2 separate regions of the Mus musculus genome follow, and region 1 is linked to region 2. A link is a contact called in public ChIA-PET data. All regions are on one chromosome and are shown on one strand. Each heading gives the region's core, a stretch centred on a gene start, on an enhancer-like site or on the middle of the called end of the contact. The rest is flanking DNA. Distances are from core to core; before and after follow the strand shown. Region 1 has its middle 39 kb from the start of Gm33199. Region 2 overlaps Irf8 (interferon regulatory factor 8).

Region 1 (4,349 bases), core at 67-2,566, 73 kb after region 2:
GGCCTAGGGGTGGAGACCTTGCCTAGAATCTCTTAGTGAAGTATTGGGGCCCAAGGGGTGGGGTTCCTGCCTACCGTCCTCCATTGAGGTGTGGGGGTGTGGCTCAGGGGTAGAGCCCCTGCTCCACAGGAGAACTGCGCAGTTGCGCGCTCCCCTCCTCTTCTCATTTAGCTCATTAGCAACTTGTCTGTAATGAAAAAATGCTTTTACACTTTTTAGAGATAATTCACTTAAAAGCCACAGCTTGGATTTTAAAACAAACAACAGTGGGTTAGAAAGCAATCCAACTCATTTACTAGAGACTTTTTCCCGCCACAGAAGCAAAGCAAGATACAGACTCCCCAATACATAAACATTTCACCACCAAGCACCCCAGCCACCGTGAAAGAAAGGGAATGCTATGACTGGGGGTGGGGGGAGGGGAAAGTAATACGCCATGCTGGTAGGGCTTAAAACATGACTTTTCCAGAAAATGCTGCCCCCTAGCGTGGCGATTTGATATGCATGTAATTGGTTAGTTTTGTGCCTGTGCCTGTGCATGCATGCGCCCTGTCATTTGGGGCTGGAGAGATGACTTGGTTGCTGTCTTCTAAAGAACCAGTGTTTGGTTCCCGGCACCCACTTCAAGCAGTTCACAATCATTAGTAATTTCAATTCCCAGAGATCCAACGCCCTCTTCTGGCCTCTGTGGGTACTACACCCATGTGCGGCATCCACACACATAGAAACATACATATAAAAATAAGTATGTTTTAAAAGTTGTTATTAGAAGTCACACCCACAAATAAAAACTTGGTTATTTCTTTGCAACACGTGACTCATCAATATCAAATCACCTTAAAGGGGGCAGCATGGCCCAGCGAGTAATCTCAAGGAGGTTATTGTTAAATTTTACCTCCATGTATGTCTGAGCACTGCGAGTGTGCCTAGTACACTTGGAGGACAGAAAGGGGCATCAGATCCCCTGATACTGGAATTACAGATGCTCATGGGCCTCTATGAGATGATGTGACTTGAACCCAAGTCCCCTGGAAGAGCAGCCGGTGCTCTAACCACTAAGACACCTCTTCCGCCCTTCAAGATACCTCCAAACACCTGGGGAGGCGGCTGTAGCCTCTGCTCCCTGTGAGGTCTTTCATCTTTAAAGTGTTGTGAAAAAGAAGCTCAGAGAGGCGAGAGGCTGAACAAGAGCAAGTCTCCACTTTGAGCACCCTGCCAGGAAGGAACAGCAAGATGGTCGTGGTTCTAACCTTGCTCAGGAGACCTGGGAAGGGTCACAGAGCACAGGCAGGGAGGACCGTCCTTCCCTTCATTTCCTGCTCAGTAGAGAGGAAGTGGTTACAGCAGCACACAGGCCCGGGCCCAAGCAATGGCTGGGAGGTCAGGGCAGTTAAATTTGGCTCTGCTGACAAACTCGCCTGTAACACTGGGCATGCCCTTTTGTGTTTGAAGGGCAGAGGCTGGGTGAGCTGGTCTCCGTCTCCTTCGAGGGGGGGCAGATGCTGGGTGTCACTATCAGGAGGAGGGTCTCCCTAGATCCCATCCCAAGGGTCAGATTTGGGGGGGCCTGACTCAGCCCATCTCTTCAGTACTTTTGGGGATGCTCTATCCCGGGACTGTCTGCTCCCTGGTTGTATAGACAAGGTTGCAAATGAGTGTGGTGCAGCGCAGCTCCAGTCTGCCCTTGCTAAACGGTCCAGGCTGAACTTGAACTGACTCCATAGGCCAGGCAGGTGTCAAAATTGCAATCTTCCTGCCTCTGCCTCCCAAGGAATTGTGTCTCTAAACTTGGCCTCTTGGTTGTTCATAAAGACCCAGATTTCCCTTTGTTCAGCTGCCACAGTGCCCTTTGTGTGATGACAGATGGTGGGAGAGCTTTCTTTCTAGGGAGCAATTGTGGTGGGGAGAAGGCAGAGCAGACGGAGGGTGTGAACAGAAAGAGGACACCAGCCTTTCTTACCTCTTAGGCTGTGATTGTGTGTGCTATGCAGTGAGAGGCAGGAGGTGTGGGTGGGCTGTTGACATTTGGATGGCTTGGCCATCAGCAGAGGTCAAGAGCTGAGACCTGGGTGTCCCAAGGTGAGGAGGAGGAGGAGGAGGAGAAGGAGAGGGGACGAGTCATCTCCGCAGAGATCTGAGTTCTTGTAGTGGGCCACACACAGACAAGGGGACATACCAGAATGAGAAGGGCAGAGTCCATTCTGAGGTCAGCCTGGTCCCGATCACCAAGGACTCAGATCTATCTGGCCACAAACCTGTTGGGCGACTTTATCTATGGCAGAGGCTGGTATGACTTTGAGCTGCTGATAGACACCAAGGATGTGAGACTTGACAGGGCACAGGTGTCACCAGAGGCCTGGAGGTGGCTGCTGGACGCTAGGCCTATTTGGCTGCTCTGTCTGCTACCTGCATGGTTTCTTCTCCAAGGGAAGAGTTGCAAAGGAGGTTCTCAATTCTTTACTGAATCCTAGGTGAGCTTTAGGAAAATGGCCTGCTCTTGTTATAATGGATATTGCAGGGAAGGGCAAAGAGAAGCAGCCAGGTCATGCCTTGGGACATACACAATTAAAGGGTGGAGTTTTCATAGGAAGACCCACCCGGGACCCATTGCCGGGACATCCTGCATATCCTTGGTGTTCGATGCTTCCCCACATCTGCCTGAGACATCCCCTGCAAACAGCATGTGCTTTGCCTGCCCCAGGTTGTAGCAAAAGAGACTGAGTGCAACTGTGGCCAGGGAACTTCTTCCCCGTGACATGTGGGCACCAGCAGATGAGTGCCCCACACCACCACCTGGGCAGGTACCCTGGGTAGACCTCCCAGCTGCCTGTTTTGAGAGGAACTACTTGGCAGTGCCACCCTCTCCATTCGAGTCCTCCCTTCCTCTGTTACTCTTCAGAGTCCCTGTGCCTGGTTCTGTTCATCATGCTTGGAAACTCATCATGGTGTCCGTGTTGTCTGTAGCCCAGGTAGGCTATCTTAGGGCACCTTGTGGTATAATGCCAACATAGTAGTTGGGATCCTGCATGCCTCCGTGTCCTGGCAGTGGGTGAGCCCTGCCTCATGCTTGGCTTTGTTTGGGGACAACAGGGATGGACTCACTCTCTGCACCACGGTGTGGGTATCATCTGCTCCTGTCTACACAGTCTCCTCCAGATGGAGGTTAACTGTGTTCAGACCAAACTCTCTGAGTACAAAGATAATGGGTCAAGATCAAGTTCAAGCAACTTTGAAATTCTCATCTTGCGGCTCTTGTGTTGGGGCTGTGGGGATGCGGGGGTGGGGGGTGGGGGTGGGGGGTGGGGTGGGGCTGAATAGCCTCCAGGGGTGACCACAATCTTCCTGAAGCCTCTCTCTTTTTGTTTGTTTTGTTTTTCGAGTCAGGGTTTCTCTGTGTAGCCCTGACTGTCCTGGAATTCACTCTGTAGACCAAGCTGGCCTCGAACTCTGAAATCCGCCTGCCTCTGCCTCCTGAGTGCTGGGATTAAAGGTGTGCGCCACCACTGCCAGGCTAACTTATTTTTATATGTAGTAGAAAAACCTCAACGTTAATACAAAGGAAGATAGGGATATCCGTGGTCACGGCCGGCTCTGAGCGCTTGCTTCATCTCTTCAACCCTAATGGTGTTGCTCTTCTGTCCTTAGACAGGTGAAGGCAGAGTGAGCAGGCCCAGCGGTGGAGAAAGTGGGTAGAGCCAGGAGGGCACAGGGCACCCCGGTTGCCAGTGTCTTTTTGGAAGTCAAATCTCACAGATCGCAGAACCCATCTGGAGTGTGTGGGAGACATGCTGGGGTGGGGTTGGGAAGGCAGGCAGGTGTTCAAGGCAGCGAGCATCTTGCCTTTGTGAATCTGAGCCCTGACTCTCTTGGGGGGATTTATTTACCTCCTATTTATTGATGTTTTGAGACAGGGTCTCAGTTTGTAGCCCAGGCTGGCCTAGAACTCTATTTGAGACTCTCTGGCCTCATTCTCTAGAGTGTTGGTTGGCATCACATGTGTATGCGACCATGGCTGGTTACCCAGAGAGCAGCCACATGCTGGCCTCTGGCCTCTGCACCAGGGACATGGCTGGTGTGTGTGTGTGTGTGTGTGTGTGTGTGTGTGTGTGTGTGTGCACCCACTTCTCTGTGTTGGTGTTAGGCACTGTGGCTGAGTGAAGTGGGCCAGGAGAGAAAGATAGCAGGCACATCAGCATACAGGAGTGTCTCTGCTGATGCTTGCATCCTGTGAGGTCCCTTCTGCTTCTGGGGGCTGGAAGCAGGCTCCAGAAGCCTGGGAGTAAGGAGGAGGGGAGGTCTCCAGCACTGCTTTCTCCAGAGAGCCTCCTCCAGCCATCTTAATCCCCAGA
Region 2 (4,292 bases), core at 1,177-3,676:
TTGAGAATCTGGGAAACTGAGGCGACATAAGGTTGGTTGCATGGGTCTTTCAAAGGCAGGTTAAACGGGCCGAGAACACAGTATGGAGGCAGAGCAAGGACGTAATTTTAAATGGTCTCAAGGCCAATGGTTAACCTGGTTGCAGAGCCTGACAAAAGTTCAGTTGCTGAAGGCAAGAGGTGTTTCTGGAAAAAAGCTATTTCTATAGGTGACGGCGCTCCTGATGGTGGTGATGGTGGTGGTGGTGCTGCTGCTGAGACTGATGGTGCTGGTGATGATGATGGTGGTGGTGATGTTGAGGATCCTGATGGTGGTGGCGATCATGGTACTGATGGTGATAACGCTGGCAACCATGGTCATGGTGCTGATAGTGATGGCTGGTGTTTGTAGTGTGATTTTGGGTGCCAGAGTCAAGGGTGACATTCTTGTGGGCTCTTGTCTCTTTCCCATGCTATTAACCTCCTCTAGGTTATGAAGACAGGTCGTTTCCCATTTCAAGGCCCTGGGCAGTGTGACTGATGGGTCTCAGAGTGGGGATCTGCCATCCTCACTGCTGCTCGCTGTGAGGCAGGTGGCATCTCTGTGCCGTCCTGCGAGCCACCGTGCTGCCTGGTTTCAGGACAGGCTCGGTGGGGCTCAGGGAGAAGCCCTGGGAGCTGTCACGAAGGTAGAGGCAGGTGCTCACCAAGTAAGAAAAACACAAATAGACGTTCGCCCCTCTCTCTAGTGCTGGCCTGTCCATGTGTTGGGGTCCTTTTAGATCTGGCTGTGGATGGCGAGCTTAGCTTGTACAGCTTCCACAAGCATTTGTCTTCTCGACTGCCCTCAAGGCTTCTGTAACCCACTCAGGAGGCCCGGGGTCACGGGCTGAGCCTTTGGCCTTGTCAGCCCCGGGCTGTGGCCCTGAGAATCTGCTGACCAATGCATTCTGGGGCCACACTGGCCGGGCCAGACCTGGGGCCTTCTGAGTGAGAGGTAAAGGCAGGCTGTGGGGAGGAAGTGCCCTTGAGCCTTGCACAGCTGCCTCAGCACAAGTGAGGGAAGCGAGGTGCCCTCAGCCACAGCTGGGAGCTCTTCTTCCAGAACCCAGGCCACATGCCCCGTCTCTGTAGATACGCTGCAGCCGGGCTTCCTGACTGCAGAGATGACCTGGGGTGAGATGGGTGAGGCAGGGGGACCACAGGGAGTAAGGGAGACCATGGCACTGTGCAGAGCCTTGACTCTGAGGTCTAACCCATGGTAGCTGCCTCCCTGTGGTAAGCAGTGTTATAGGTCTTGAGACCAGGCTAGGATAGACTTCCTATTTATCAGAAAAACCCAGACCTCTGGCTTTTAAATTTTATTTTATTCATTGATTTATTGATTTATTTTTAGAACAATCTTGAGAGATGTGTAGCTCGAGATGGTCATGAAGTCACAATCCTCCTGCCTCGGCCTCGAGTGCTCTGGCATGAGGCACCCCTCTCTGTATTTGCCACCCACGCCAAGGCTTTCTCAGAGGTGCTCTGCTGTCAGACCTCTTGAGGCTGCCAATTTGTTCCCAGCCTGTGTGCATCTAAGGAATGGGTCAAACAGCAAGGCTTTTTTTGGTGTGTCAGCACTTCAGGGTGAGGCAGAGCCAGCCTGCTGTGGAGAAAAATGCCAGGCTCCCCCAGCAGACAGCTGGAGTGGCAGGGCTTGCCCTTTCACCTCTTCAGCCTGCAAAATGGCTGCGGTGACCAGCGATGTACCACAGGGGCCAGATGTATGGATATGCCCAACCCCCGCAGAACCAGGGATTTCAGTACGTAGTCTCAGGGGTCTCACCTGTGGACCATATTTTGTCCCGTTTCCCTGGCTCCTGTGGTCTCACAAGAGACCCCCCCACAAAGCTGGCGCTCTTGTCATCGCTACCTTGCTGATGAAGAGCAGGCACAGAGAGGTGGAGCCGCTTGCCTCAAGTCACACAGCTGTGAGGAAGCAGTGCTAGAATTCAGTACGAAGGCGATGCAGATGGCGATGCTGATGATGCTGATAGCGATTTTAACGGTGGGCCTGGGAGTGAATGTGGGGCGAGCTGCTGGTGTCACCCACACAGGCCCACCCAGGCAGTGGTGCAGTTGGTGACTGCACAGCTTTAGGACACCATGAGTTTGGGGAGCTATCAACTTGTGTGGCTCCAGAGAGAAGCCTGGATTGGCCTGAGGTGGCGAGGCGAAGCTTAGGATGCACAAGGCTGCCGACAGTGGAGAATTCAGTTTATAGCAGTTACAAAGCTTCTCCAACAACAAGCCTCTAGCTCTGGGCTCCTGGTGTCCGAGCTTCCCTCCCAGGAGTCCCGCCTCTATGATTCCCTCCCTGGAGCCCCGCCTCCACACTAGCTGTTAGTCAGGGGCCGCTGGGCCCTCTGCCTTGTGTTTTTCTCATCTTTCCACTTTGTAACCTTATCTGGAATCCGGTTGTCCTTGCCTGCAAGAGGACGTCAGTACCTTCAGTACCGCCTGCTAGACAGGAAGCCAGAGGCCGGAAGAAAAGGAAAGTCAACGAAAGCCAAATACTGGGTTGGCACGTTTCCAGCCTCAGGGTTCAAGTTCAAAGTCTCCCTCCCACCCAAAAAAGATCGTTGGGATTATTATGGTCGGTTGGTGCCAGACTGAAGCTTTTCTCTCTTTTTAAAACTTTTTTGTTTTTTGTTTTGTTTTTGTTTTTCGATTGATGGGTTTACGTTGTGGCACTGGGGATGAAGCCTAGGACTTGAGTGCGTGAGGGAGCGCTTCCCCTCCGACCTGCACCCCAGCTCCTGAGGTGACAGAGAGAAGGGTTGGCTAGGATGTAGCCTATGGTCACAGCTCCTGCCTGTGCTGCTCATAGGTGGAGAGAAGGCTTCTAGGTCTTTCTGGAGGACAGGCTGTGTGTAGGATTGTACAGAGGCTTTCGATCTGAGTCCAGGTCACAGTGTTTGTGATAATGTTGATACCTTCACAGGTGGGTTTCTTCCCATCTCTAATGGGGGCTACCGAGTGCAGGGTGACTCGGGAACCAGAGCCATAGGCAGCTCATGAGAATTACATTGGCATGCTTGTATGTCTTGAGCTTGGTACAGGCCTTCCTAGATCTCTCTGTGTTTGCGCATGTGCATGCACATGTGCACATGTATGCATGAATGCATGTTCACACCTGTGCTCATGTGTGTGGAGATGTGTGTGTATATGAATATGTGTTCATATGTGTGTAGGTTCATGTGTATGTGAATGCGTGTTCACACGTATGTACACGTGGAAGCCAGAGGCAAGTCTCAGGTATCATTTCTTGGGCATTGCCCGTCTTATTTTTTGAGACAGGGTCTCCTGCTGGCTTGGATCTGACCAACTAGGTGAGACTGGCTGGCCAGCCAGCCTCCGGGGTCAGCCTTTCTCTGCCTCTCATGGGCTGAGATTACCAGCAAACAGCACTTGGAATGAGGAATAGACTCTGAGCCTTTAGGGGAGGCACTGGGGCTCCCCATCTTCTAGGCCTGATGGCCCTGTGCTCTTGGCTCCCACAGCTTTCTCCCAGATGGTCATCAGCTTCTACTACGGGGGCAAGCTGGTGGGCCAGGCCACCACCACCTGCCTTGAAGGCTGCCGTCTCTCCCTGAGCCAGCCGGGGCTGCCTAAGTTGTATGGGCCGGATGGCCTGGAACCCGTGTGCTTTCCGACGGCCGACACCATCCCCAGTGAGCGGCAGAGGCAGGTGACCCGGAAGCTGTTTGGGCACCTGGAACGTGGCGTGCTACTGCACAGCAACCGCAAGGGCGTGTTCGTGAAGCGGCTGTGCCAGGGCCGCGTGTTCTGCAGCGGCAACGCGGTGGTGTGCAAGGGCAGGCCCAACAAGCTGGAGCGGGACGAGGTGGTGCAGGTCTTTGACACCAACCAGTTCATCCGAGGTCAGTACCAAGTCACCTCGCTGCCACCCACTGTCCCTGCCTTAGAGGTCACACCCACCTCCTTCCTTGTGCCTCCTGTATCATGGGCCAAGTGCACTCTTGCATGGCTTTGGCAGTGGTATAGCTGGGGGAACCCTTGGAAGCCTAGCCTGCCTGTGCTTTCTGAGCGCCTGGGCAACCCTTTCCTCACCTCCCCCTCGGTATAAGGACAGCAGAGTTGGAGCCTTTCCTTTTGGAGTTGACGAAGCTGATGGTTGTTCCTAGCCTGGGAACGGCTTAGCAATGCAGACTCCAGGGCCTCAGCCTGCCCAGGCTCGGCTTCTTTACCCTGACAGGGTCCCTAGGGGATGTGGCATGATTTAGTGGGCAGGAGGATCATGGAGAGAGA

The links. ChIA-PET counts read pairs in DNA pulled down with a chosen protein or histone mark.
Region 1: an RNA polymerase II ChIA-PET map of memory CD8 T cells shows a contact between it and region 2, with 19 read pairs. The contact joins two enhancer-like sites. A contact is called at or near these places in 2 of 115 datasets of contacts at active chromatin or transcription factors (cardiomyocytes and memory CD8 T cells) and 2 of 9 other capture datasets (adipose tissue and embryonic stem cells).

Annotation. Positions count from the first base shown.
Region 1 is chr8:120,823,520-120,827,868 of GRCm38.p6, forward strand. No RefSeq gene overlaps it. Among named protein-coding and RNA genes, the nearest start is that of Gm33199, 39 kb to the left of the region's middle. Within about 2 kb of position 1,317, at least 21 of the 459 cell types and tissues checked have an H3K27ac peak or open chromatin away from gene starts, as enhancers often do. A contact at or near this core is called in memory CD8 T cells, where this site is marked.
Region 2 is chr8:120,749,830-120,754,121 of GRCm38.p6, forward strand. Irf8 (interferon regulatory factor 8) reads left to right here. Exons shown (of 9, transcript NM_008320.4): 7 at 3,524-3,904. Among named protein-coding and RNA genes, the nearest start is that of Irf8, 16 kb to the left of the region's middle. Within about 2 kb of position 2,427, at least 100 of the 459 cell types and tissues checked have an H3K27ac peak or open chromatin away from gene starts, as enhancers often do. A contact at or near this core is called in memory CD8 T cells, where this site is marked.